Regions from separate parts of the Sus scrofa genome. Here region 2 is linked to region 1. Evidence: chromatin contacts called from public Hi-C data. All regions are on one chromosome and are shown on one strand. Each heading gives the region's core, a stretch centred on a gene start, on an enhancer-like site or on the middle of the called end of the contact. The rest is flanking DNA. Distances are from core to core; before and after follow the strand shown. Region 1 holds the start of PKDCC (extracellular tyrosine-protein kinase PKDCC). Region 2 has its middle 21 kb from the start of C3H2orf91.

Region 1 (6,179 bases), core at 1,062-3,561:
TTCCCAGGAGCCCCTGGGAAGCAAAGAGAACAAGATCCTCCCAGTTAGAATGGCCACGTAACCAGCCGCTCACTCCCTGTAGCTCCACAGTGTCAGCCGCGCAACCAGACATAACTGCTCACAACTCTTGGCTCTACCTGACCTTCTGCAATCAGTTCAGGGCCCAGGACCCAGTCCACAGGTGTCTGGCCAGGGCTGGAGTGGCCTGGGAAGACTGGGAGTCTGCTGTGGTATAAATAGCTCCCTGGCCTATTTCTTCTTTTCTGCAATGCCCACCCAGACCTGAGGTCCATCTCGCTCCTGAGGAAAGGAGGGAGGAAGTCCTAGGTTTCTGGTTAGTTCTGCTGGGTGCAGAAAGGTTAATTTGAGTGGTTTAGGAGCGGAAGGTGTGGGCCAGGTTCCTCGGCTGAGGAGTCAGCCCACACCCTCCGTTCACGGGGCCAAGAACAGTCAGGGATTCCCCTTTCAGACTACTCAGAAGTGTGCAAAGGGAACAGTGTGTCTGATCCTAGGGCAGACTCAAAGATGAGGAGAGCTGGGGGAGAGGAGGAAGTGGGTGTGTTAGGGTTGGGCTGGGCTGGGACTTGGAGAGGCCCCGCACTTGTCTAGCCCAGAACGGACAAGGCGGGGTCTCATCTTTCCCCTCTGCCCACCAGTGAGTAGGAGACAGAGTCTCATTGAGTAGGAACCTGAGCATCTGGCCTTCTCAATCTTCCACCCTCTGGGCCACATTTGCTCAGATAATGTAATGTTCAGACCCTCAGGCCCTCAGCCTGTCCCTTGAGGGTTGAGCTAGGACGCTGAGGCTTCCCCAGTGGTTCCCAAGCGTACTTTAAGACCTGGAGGACCCCACCGTCTCTTCTGGGAAGGGCTATGTGTTTCCTGGACTACTACTCCAGTCCCCAAGGGTCCTTCCAGTGGCTCCTGGGTGGGTAGAGGGTGTTCTCTTGGAATCAAGCCTGGTCTTTTTCTAGCTCTTCCCAAATCCACTGCTGTCGTACCCCAACTTCAAAGCTAGATAAGTCACTGTTTGGAAGTTGAGAGAAGTGGGGTTCAGAGTCCAACAAGAAAGGGGACCCTATCACTTCAGTTGGGATCCCTGCTCAGGGATGACCTCTGTTTATGTCTTGATTTGGGGTCATTTCTCTGGTGCTCAACACCCTAGCTTCAGACAGAAGCAGGGTCCTAAGTCCTAATGGACCTCCACCCTCGAGTTTGGGGACCCTCTGTACTGGCCTGTCTTCAAGAGATACGGTATGGAAGCTGAGAAATACGGGAGACCCTTTGTAAAAGGACACTGAGCCAGGAGTGAGAGTCAGGGTACCGAGAAGCTGCCATGGTCCGGGTCCTGCCCCTAGTTTAACCTGGGCACAATCATTGGGGCTCCGCTTCTTTATCTGCTAAGACCAAGGGTTCTCTTCCAGCCAGAGTGACCGGGCCTGGGCAGGTCCAGCCAGCACCCTCAGCCCCGCACCCCCACCCTCGTACCTGCAGCACGTTGGGGTGCCGCAGCCGCTCCAGCAGCACCATCTCCTTGAGAAGCTTGTGGGCCGCCAGCCGATAGCAGCCCCTTCGCGCCCCGAACTCGCGCACGCAGCTGCCCAGATCGTGGCCGCTGAAGTCCACCGCCTTGAGCGCCACCGCGGCGCCGCCGGGCAGGCGGACCCGGTACACGGCCTTGGTGTAGCCGGAGCCCACGTACTGTGCGCCGGACACGTTGCGGAGCGCGGCGCAGCCCAGTCGCGGGCCCGGGCCGGGGGAACCCGGAACGGGAGCTGGGGGCCAGCCCGGGGCGCCGTCGGGCAGGGGCCGGGCCCGCGGGGGCCGGGGACGCTGCAGGCCCGGGCCGCCCGGAGCCAGGTCCATCAGGCGCCGCCGCTCTGGCCGGCCGGCCCCGGGCCCCGGGCCCCCGCGGGAATAGCGCTGCACCTCCTCGTAGCGCGCTCGGATCTGCCGGGCCAGCTCTCCGCGGCCCCCGCGACGGCCCGGGCCCGGGGCTGGCGAGGGCCCGGGGGACTGGCCTGGCCGCGGAGGCTCCGAGCCCGGTGCGAAGAGCACGTTGAGGACCGAGCCCAGCAGGAAGGAGGCGCAGAAACCCGCGGCCACCGCCGCCCGCCGGCGCCGCATCGCTCCCCTCCCCCCTGGCCGGCCGGCCCCGCGCGGCTCCCCGGCCCCGGCCCCGGCCCGGGGCGGCTCAGGCTCCGAGGCGGCTCCGTTCAGCGCCCCGCCGGCTCCCTGCGCAGCCTGCGCGCATGGCCCCGGCTGCCCCGACCCCGGCCCCGGCCCCTCGCGGGCGGCACATCGGCCTGACACTTGCCTCCCTCCCGCCCTGCCCCCGCCGCTTATAAGGCCCGGAGCCGCCCCCGCCCCCGCCCCCCCTCCGCCTCCGCCTCCCAGCTCCCGGCCCGAGCCCGTCCTCGGCGCCGCCCCCTCCGGCCGCCCGGCCCGGCCTTCCCCGCTGACTGACAGCGGGACCTCCTCCCGCGGCCGTCCCGGCCTGGGAAGCGGCGCGGAGGCGGCTCCCGCCCTGCCCAGCCCGCGGCCCCCGAGCTCCGGCCGGGGAGAAAGGGAGGGGGCGGCGGCGGCCCCGGGACGTGCGGGGGCTCGGGTGGATAACGGGGCTGGGGTGGCCGAATAACGGGACCGGGAAGCGGCTAACGGAGCCGGCTGGGCAGGGTGGGGGAGAAGACGAAGGGGCGAGGCCGGCGGGTAACGGATTCCGGTGGGGACAAGCCGCTGGGTCCGGGTGCTGGAGATCCGCGTGATCCCAATGCGCCCTCTCGGCGACCCAGGGCCTTGGGGCGGACGGCGCAGGGGTGGAGCTGCGGGTGGCAGCTCCTCGCCCAGTCTTGGATTCTGGCGCGGAGGAAGGGGAAGGCTGGAGCTGAGGGGCTGGCACCTGCGAGCGCGCGTGGGACAGGAACTCCGGGATCAGAGGAAAAATCATGAAGTTTTCGGAGATGGCCTCTTTAACCTCCTCTACCAGTTTTTTGTTTTGTTTTCTGATTTCTGATTTTCCTTGTCCCTGAAGCCCCAAATCGAATCCCTCCTCTGGGACCCTGCAGTTAGACGGGGTCAGCAGCGGATCACGAACCATATGCGTGCTAGTAGTTTGGGCAAAGAGTGCATTTGTGCCCACGGACATGCGTGGTTCAGATTGTCTGCGGAGTGTGTGCATTAGTGTGTCTGAAAGGGCCCCTGTGTTCGAGGAAGGGAGTGTGTATCGTGAGTGTAAGTAGGTGCTGACTCTACCAGAACTTCTGGTCCCTCCTCCTCCCTCCCTGATTGCATCATTAGTGCTAATTGAGGAGCTTTCACACGCCAGTGCATTAGTTGTTTGGAGTGAGCTCCCCCCTCCTGGGAGAGATAAGCCGCTGCCCCTCCCCCTCCCAGCCCTCCACTTCACTTCCCCACCGCCTTAGAACTGTCCACCTACCCACCTTCCTTCCCTCCCCTCAGTGTCAGAGATTGTTTGGAGAGGAGTCAGGGAAGAGGTGGAGAACCAAAAAAAAAAAAAAAAAAAAAAAAATCTTTTTTCCAGGAAGCTGAAGAGGTCAGGCCTTACAACAGAATGCAGAGTCTCTGTGATGAAGAGGAAACAGGAAGCTTGTCCAGTTCTTTTGGACCTGGAAGGTCCTTGATCTCCAGCCTGTGATCCCACTGATGTAGGGGCAATCCAGCCCTGACTCCTAGGCTTCCCCTAAGAGAGTGGGGTCCAGTCTAACTTAGCATGGAAAGGGCAGAGTGAGAAAAGGCATAGTTCTCCCGAGGACCTCGGGTTTGGTGGCTTCTGGTCTGGTCCTGTTTAGCTGCTCTGCCCTGCTCTGGCCCTTGGCTGCTGGGTGTGGGGGGAAGGCTCTGAGCAGATGCCCTCCCCAGTCCTCACACCAGATGTCTTTGGTCTAATTAACTGTGCTGGGAAAACCAACCTGGATTTGTAAACAGAGCTACTGGCTAAAGTCAACAGGGAGCAGCAGCAAACAGCAAACATTCCCCTCACACTCAGCCACAGTCCAATCCAGCCCCCTGGGGCAGAGGGGAGCCTTGAGGCCCCCCCCTGGCCCACAGCTGAGTCAGGGAAAGCCTCTCTGCCTCTGTGACCTCAACATGGCCATTTCCTTACCAGTTCCAGGGGCTCCTCTGTTGGGGAGGAATGGGGATTCTGGGAGGACAGAGCTGCCATCCCAGGATAGACTCTGCCCCCTTTCCAGAGATCGTGTCATTTCTATCAGCTAAACCTCCTGATCCACAAAGAAGCCGCTGGGGCAGGGGGGAGGGAAATATTCCTTCGAGGGTTTTCTTTGGGGCCTGCTCCGCTCTAGGGTCTTGGAGAAGCCTCAGAGGTAAGACGTGGCCTTGTGGGTCTCTAACTCAGCGTTGGTGAATATAACGTGAACATTGTTAAGTTCGTTACACATCGTGTAGGTATTATAATAACATGTTCTGAAATTAGATAATTATTCCTGTGATATCTTTGCCAAGCTTCAGTGTTTTTGTTATGGTTTGAAAGTTCAGTGCACACAGGGCCTGAGAAACAGGCCTGAATGTATATACATACAAGGCACACACGTGAGCCCACAGAGCAGTAGCCCCACATACAGGAACAAAGGCATTTCAGCTCTCGTTCTCACACTCACTCTGTCTCCCTTGCCAGCTCTCAGACACACAGACATATACAATCTTTGACGGAAATAGGTTTTTGGCCTCTGAAAAAAGGGGATTGAACTTTTTGAACAGATTAGAGTTTCTGAATTGGCAGTTTCTGAGTTCTTAACCAAATTTTTTTTTGCTTTTTTTTTTTTTTGCCACCCAAGGAGTGGAATCATTTCAAAGCATTGAAAAAGACATGAAACTCTGCTTCAGGATCCAGACCTACAGACTACCCATCTGCCCTGCCCCAAAGACCTGGCCAGGCCAGAAGCCTGGGCCTCCTGGGCCAGGGCCCTCAGGCCCGCGTGTGGCTCAGAGCACTGACTGCCATCTTCACAGGACCGTCCTCCTTCAGTCTCATGCTGGGCCACAGTGGCGCTCAGACCAGCCAGGTAGCGTGCGGGCTCAGTGTTCCAGACACACAGTGTTTTCCAGCTCTTCCCGCTGCCCCTCACACCCCACAACACCCAAACACCAACTTAGACAGCAATCCTTAGGAAGATGGCCCAAACTCCAAGATGCTGCATTTCTTTGGCAGTGTCTTCTAGCACATGTCTTTCTGCATGTTTTGTCAGATCATCCTAGGTTCCCTGGATTGTAATCCAGCCCTCTTTATTAGCTACCATTTCCTTCCAGCCTGAGTCTCAAATACTTACTTTTGGGGTATCACTCTCCTTGCTCAAAAACCTGGAGGATAAACTGAGCTGGGACTTCAGGCCTCTCTGAGCTGGCTCCAGGCCTCCACGTAGCCCGGGCCTCCCTTTTCATTTTCCTGCACAAAACCAGACTCCCCTGGCCTGCCGGCTGCACTGTCTCCTGACTTGCAGCCATCATTAGCGTTTTTCCCCTGTGGCCCTCCCAGGTCCTTTTCCTGCAATGCCTGCTTGTAGCCTTTCCCCGGAATCTCTGCCAGCTGGTTCTTCAAGGTCTCTTAGAAAATGAGGACTTACAATACTTCTCCAACGGGGATACGTGGGTCCTTGCAATCTTCAAGGTCTCTTCTCAAGAGTTTTGTGGATTTATTTTCTTTAAAAGGAAATGTACAAAATATATCTCTCAGGTCTTGGTAACCTTGATACAGAGCGAAAAGCTTGGGACTTGGAGTCCAAGAAGCCTGGATTCAGACTTCATTGTTTGAGTTACTTTGGGTGAGTTAGTTAACCTCTCTGAGTATTAGTTTGCTCATGAAGGAAATGGGAGATAATAATCGTCCCTAAAGTTGTTGAGTGAATGAAATGCAAAGACATGAAAATGTCTTAGCACCGGGGAAGCCCTCAATATGTATAATCTATAGCTGGTATGAATGATAGTATTAAACAAATTACCATCTGTGACAACAGGTTAGACAACTAACTCTGACTCTGCCTAGGGGCAGAAATGACTTTAACTACTTTCCGTACTGGTTTCCACCGGTGAAATCCCTCAACCTCCTGGACTCTCTGTGTGTCTGGAATTTTCACTTTTCCCCAAATCAGCAAACCAGCGGTCTATCAGAAGAGGCCTCATAGCCTCCCCCACCCTGTGGGGAG
Region 2 (6,179 bases), core at 1,224-3,723, 110 kb after region 1:
CTTGCATTTATTTTTTTTCTCCACGGCCTGTGGACAGGTATTTCTGTCTGACCATCTGGTAGCCATTCACCTTTATGGTGGCTTGAGAAAGGAATTAATTGTGCTTAGTTCTTTAGCCGTATCTGCCTCCTTTGACAGCAAGTTACCTTTATCACCTCTTAAAATTCTTACTACATTGGGTCCTTCTGGTGCCCAGGGAGCTCTTTTGCTCTCTTAACTTTGTGCAACTGCCTCTCCTTCAGGTTAGCTTCTCATGTCTTTCTTTTTTGTGCCAAGGTTTAAAGCATCCTAGGTAAACTCCTGCATCTGTTCCTCTCCTCACCCACCACCCACTGAGAGTGATGGATTCAGCTTCACTAGGCCAGACCTAAAGCAATCAGAAAACAATCAACTGAAAGAAAAAATATGAACCCTCTCTCCATCTTGTGTCTTGACTGATTCCTGAGGCTCTTGGTCTAATTCTGGTGGGTGATTTGGTGAGGACAGTGTACGGGAAGATAGAGGAAATTCCTGGGCAAGAGTGAGGTGGGAGGAGCCTCTTCATCCCACTTTGGTTTTGTATCTCCAGTGTCTCAAGGGCCAACTGTCTCTCTTGGAACTCCTCGAAGGTGGAGAAATCATGGATTGGTATCCCACTGGACAGGACATCAAGGGCCCCTGTTCAGGAGTCTTGGAGCAGCCCACCATGCTGTTGTTATTTTTTTGTTGGAAGGTGCATTAGAAAGGCAGGGGACTGTCTGACCATAGGGTACAAACACTTATGCTAAGTGTCATAATATGCTTTTCCTGAAAATGTTCCTGTGTGGAGTAGATGATGAATATCCTATATAGGATGAAGCCAATGACTGTCTTCTGGGATCTTTTTTTTTTTTTTGTCTTTTTGCCATTTCTTGGGCCGCTCCAGCGGCATATGGAGGTTCCCAGGCTAGGGGTCGAATTGGAGCTGTAGCCACCGGCCTATACCAGAGCCACAGCAATGCAAGATCCGAGCCGCATCTGCAACCTACACCACAGCTCACGGCAATGCCGGATCGTTAACCCACTGAGCAAGGGCAGGGATCGAACCCTGAACCTCATGGTTCCTAGTCGGATTCGTTAACCACTGCACCACGACGGGAACTCCTCTTCTGGGATCTTAAAACTCCTCCCAACATCATTGACAAACTCGTTTCTAATTGGTTAATGGACACGGTCACCATTTCTAGGACCTGTTGCTCTCATGGTCAAGAGTGATCACTCTGGGAGTTCCCTTGTGGCTCAGCAGGTTAAGGATCCAGCACTGCTACTGTAGTGTCACTGCTGTGGTACAGGTTTGATCCTTGGCTCAGGAAATTCCACATGCCATGGGTATGGCCAAAAAAAAAAAAAAAAAAAAAAGCGTGCACTCTGTTCAGATGGTCTTGATTTGAATCCCAGTTCCTTCACTTACTAAATGTGACCTTGCTAGCCTCTTGAGGTTTTAGTTTTCTCATCTGTAAAATGGGCACATGATGGTTTCTATTCCCATAGGATTGTTATGAGGATTACAGAAAGTAACACATGTACTGAGTGCCTGGCATATAGTAAGCCCTCCAAAGCTATTAATGGTTTTATTATCTTGCCCTCAGAACCTCCCAGCCATTGGAGACCCCATTTTTGGAACTTAATGTCTCTGTTAGACATTTTACTTGATGGGGACTCTTTCTTTCCCTTGAAGGTTGGGCCTCTGATGAACCTGCCATAAGTTTCTTTCTTGGACATTCTGTCTCTGGGACCTTGACTCCCCTGCCTGCTACCCCTACCCCTGCTCCTTCTAGTGCATGAATCAGCCTTCGAATCCTGTCAGCTTATCACTATGGAGTGTCCTCTTGAGGCTGAGGGACCGTCCGGCTGGGAGAGCTCATTCCTTATCATTGATGACCTCGTCGTGAACCTTGCTGAGGCACTGAGGAGAAATGTAAAAAGTTCAGACAAGCTGATAGTTGTCATCGACCCCCCCAAAGTTAATGGAATTTAACGCACTTCCTAAAACACAGACTTGAGTCAAAACCTTTTTTGTCCATAGAGATAGAGTGAGCCTTTCACTTGGCTGGGGAGCTGTGCTGAAGGAACTGCCCAGGAGGCCAGATGGGATGTCTGTGGTGGGTCAGAGCTGTCGGTGAGACGAGGGGAGAGGCTGGGGCCAGAGAAGCGTCAGTGTGGCCTGAGGCTCCATGCTGATCCCAGGCTGTGTCCACAGCCGCTCCAGGCCAGAAGCCCAGAAGCTCCTCCGTTTCTTCAGGACCCCCTGGCAAAGCAGTGCCCCCCCCCCTCCCGGCAGCTACTCTTTCTCCTTTGGAAACCGGCACACTGGTTTCCATAGCAATAGGACTCCCCAGCGCTGTCCTCTCTGAGCCCCATCTCAGAAGCTTTTTGGCCTGGATCACGAGGCCCCGGGGTGAGGAGTCTTTTCAGAGAGGATGACTCATATGCATACTTGGTCCAAAGGGAATTGGGTGTTCTAAGCCTGCAGCGCTCCTGTGATGTAAACAGCAAAGCTGAAAGCTAGGATGTCAGGGTGTGAGGGAGGTTGGCTTTGCTCGGAAAACAGGAATGCTGAGTCAGTCGATGGAGGCAGATTTTGATGAGTGCTGTAAATGAATGGTTTGGCATGGAACATGAAGTGGCTTTGTACCAGATCACTGCGGGGATAAAGGGCTGGCTCCAGCAGAGACCTCGACCTGTTTGGGTGAAGTCGTGGTGTCTGTGGGCTCCTTCGCAGAGACCTGGACAGCTTGTGGACTGTTATAAAATCCTCCCGAGGATGAAGAAACTCAAAAGCTATCTCCTAAGTGTGTGTCAGGGGGTGTCATCCACCAGGGGTGGATCAAGCCTGTTTCTCAGATCTGACAAGAGAAGTGAGGGGCTGGGGGTCTTCCAATGGGGAAGATATTTTTCCTTTCTTTCTTTCTTTTTCTTTTTCAGGCCACACCTGCAGCATACAGAAATTCCTGGGCTAAGGGTCAAATCTGAGCTACAGCTGCCGGCCTGCACCACAGCCACAGCAACACCAGATCTGAGCCGCATCTGAGACCTACACCACAGCTCATGGCAACGCTGAATCTTAACCTACTGAATGCAGCCAGGGAGTGAACCTACATCCTCATAGATACTGATTGGGTTTATTACCACTGAACCACAACAGGAACTCCCCCAATTTTTCCTTTCTGATTGCTCCAGAGGAGGACAAAATTGACGGGCTGATGAACCATAGTGGCTCTGTGTGGAGGCTGGTGTGGAGGGAAGAGAATAATGCTGGCCAGCTCTGCAAGCTGATTAGTGCCCAGAGGAGTGAAATTTACTCTGGGAAGCCGATCACTGATAGGGCTCTAATTTTCACCTAGGTTGTCTCCCTGTTTCTTTGCTTTTAGCAAAGGGAGAGGGATGAACAGAGAAGGATGAACAGATCCATGGTTTTCATACTGGAAGACCCTGTTCATCTCTTTGTGATTTGAGTCAGCGGATAAGGTGCCTCCTTTCCATGATTATCTGTGCCTGGAGGTGTACACAGGAAAGGATCACTGGGGTAGACTTGAAACTACCCAGGAGCGGGGAGTGTACTCCTGGGCCCAGGGAAAGAACTTCCTCCTGACAGCTGGAGACAGCCTTCTGTGTGGGTGGGTGGGGAAATAATCCCTTTTATCCTGGCCTTGGTTTGCTTAATTACCTCTTTAGCAGTGCCATTCAGGGTTGCAACAGGTGTCAGGCTTTGTAAGGCAGACTACGATAAGAGCTGGCCAACATCCTTGGCCATTCCCGACCTATACGGTTGGACCTTCTGTGCCGTGAGGTCTCGCTCCTAATCACAATCTCTTGTCCTGGGAGTAAGAGCTACAGTATTGTGTTCATTTCTGAAAAAAGTCCGGGAATCAGCCTGGAAGGGCAGTTTTTCCTTCTGAATCAACAAAACAAAACAAAACAACAAAAACAAAAAAGACAATGGAAGAATTGGGGTGGAAGGAGGAGCACAGGGGTTGGAGACCAAGGGGGTTTGTCATGGCATTAGAAAAAGTCGTCCAGTACATTTGTAAGTCACAGGAAGCCAACAGAGAAGAAACAGCTGGATTCTTTTCATCACTTTAGCCCGTGTATTATCTTGAGATAATATGTACAACACTCTACTTGGAGAGAGTGTAGAAACCCAGGGAAGTACATGATAGTGGGTGTTGGGACCCTGGGATTTCAGTCTGCCCCGACCAGTTGTGGAACCCTGGGGTGGTGGCTGGGGCTCCCTGGATGGCTCCAGTTTTCTCTTCTCTTTGTGGGGGTGGGGGTGGGGAGATTGGAGGACAGAGATTAGGTGGTCTTTAGTCTATGACTCACTGGCTCACAACATGACCATGTCTCTCTCTCCCTCTCTCTCTGTCTCTGTCTCTGTCTCTCTCTCTCACACACACACACACACACACACAGAGCTAAGGACGCTGATTGCTCTCAGCAGCATTGCACGCTCCCCTCCCCTGCCTCCCCAGCGGGTTATCATGCTGACTCGACGAACACAACCCCCATCTGGACGCAGTCCAAACGCCAGATGTGCCCCCGATTAGTGTCGGTCTGGGGAATGTTTCCATGACTGAAAGGTCAGTGTCGGCTGGAAGTGCCCAGAGTGGGCGTCTGCCCCCCACCCATGTCAGCTGCAAGAGCTGAGCCTTCCATTATCTCACTGGCCCAGGAACTTAGCTGGGGCAGTGTAGGGGTGGGGGCCGGCCAAGTTCAGAAGGCCCTTGTCTTCCTTCTTTGCTCTGGGCTGAAGGACAGAGTGTGATTTTTCCACTTGGGAGAGACTCCAGGGGTGTGCAAAAAGGGACGTCCTGCTGGTGTGTAACTGAAAACGCTTTGTTCTCCCTTAGATCTGCAGTGGTCTCTTGTCTCTTCTGATTTTCTTAGGGTGGCTGTCACCTCCACTATGGAAACGAAAATGAACGACAATGTCGTGATGGGCCGGCTGCTCTGTTTTCCCCTATTTGCAGGTCATGTTAAGTATCGCTTCTACACTTCAGATGGGCTTTCATGTTTCATTTTGCTCGGGCAGGGCTATGCTAGGCTTCCCTCTAGGTAGCACTGGAAATTAAACACAATTGAGTTTGATGTGTACCTTATTGATTCCAGACCCATTTCAGTAGACTGTGACACTTCAGCGACCTGCAAATTCTACACATTAGAGTTCAGATTTGACACAAACACTGTCCACCCAAGTCGTGGACTCCTATTTCTACCAGCAACACCCAACTCCCAACAAAAGACACCGGCTCTGTGGGAAGCTGAAAGCCGCTAAGGTAGATGATATTTGTGGTCATGCCCGAGGGGGAAGAAATGATTCATGAATCATTTCATGGAAATCACACCCAAAAAGAGAGGAGTCCTTTTCCTCAATTCCACAGGGTCCTTTTTGGTTCTCCATAGGCCACTTCTTGTCCCAGAGGTCCCCACACCTTCATTGCAAGTGGCTGAGGAGAAGGGAGAGGTTGTGATGATCTGGCTTGGGAGCTAACCAGTAATGCAAAATGCTCAGCACCTTTGATGGATAGTATCCTGTCGAAGCCCAGAGTTTCTCTGCTCTGTGTGTGACGGTGAGCGTGCAGCACACTCACCTGTGGCCCATGGCTCCTCTGGCAGACAGGTCCTTCCAGAAGGCCGCTTGAGCAGAAGGAACCATCGGTGACAGAGCAAGCCTGGGTGGGCGGGTTCTGACCAGTCTTGGGTTTCAGGTATTGTGTCCATCATTTCTCCTTTGCAACTGAGCTGGGAATTAGAGGCTTTATTCAGTTCGGAGTGGGAGAAAGGGAATTTTTACTAGAGGGCATGGCCTTCTGAGGCAAGACAAAAAACCCATCTCTTCCCTGGGGCAGGGAACAGAGGTGAGTCAGAAGGGCCTGGGGAGAGTGGTATTCCCCCCTGAGGGCCCCAGGGCCACTTGTAAAATGATGTCTAGATGTTGGTCTCCAGCCAAGGTTCTCAACCTTGGCTGCGCATCGAATCACCTGGGAGGCTTTTACAATCTGGATGGCCAGACCCTGCTTCGGACCAATTAACATCAGAATCTCTGCGGTGGGACCCAGGCTGAGGTAGCTGTCAAGGCTCTGCAGGGGATTCCAGGGTGCATCCAGGGCTGAGGCCCACGGATCTCTTGCTGATCAAAGTGTGGCCTGAGGACCAGCAGC

The links. Hi-C and Micro-C count contacts between places; a contact is called where the count stands out from the background.
Region 2: a contact with region 1 is called in a Hi-C map of skeletal muscle, with 6 times the contacts expected there. The contact joins the enhancer-like site here to the promoter of PKDCC in region 1. A contact is called at or near these places in 9 of 47 Hi-C or Micro-C datasets (brain, embryonic fibroblasts, fetal heart ventricle and 4 more) and 1 of 2 datasets of contacts at active chromatin or transcription factors (skeletal muscle).

Annotation. Positions count from the first base shown.
Region 1 is chr3:98,266,228-98,272,406 of Sscrofa11.1, forward strand. PKDCC (extracellular tyrosine-protein kinase PKDCC) reads right to left here and starts at 2,312. Exons shown (of 7, transcript XM_021087583.1): 1 at 1,489-2,312. The coding sequence starts at 2,127.
Region 2 is chr3:98,378,773-98,384,951 of Sscrofa11.1, forward strand. No RefSeq gene overlaps it. Among named protein-coding and RNA genes, the nearest start is that of C3H2orf91, 21 kb to the left of the region's middle. Within about 2 kb of position 2,474, at least 36 of the 83 cell types and tissues checked have an H3K27ac peak or open chromatin away from gene starts, as enhancers often do. A contact at or near this core is called in embryonic fibroblasts and skeletal muscle, where this site is marked.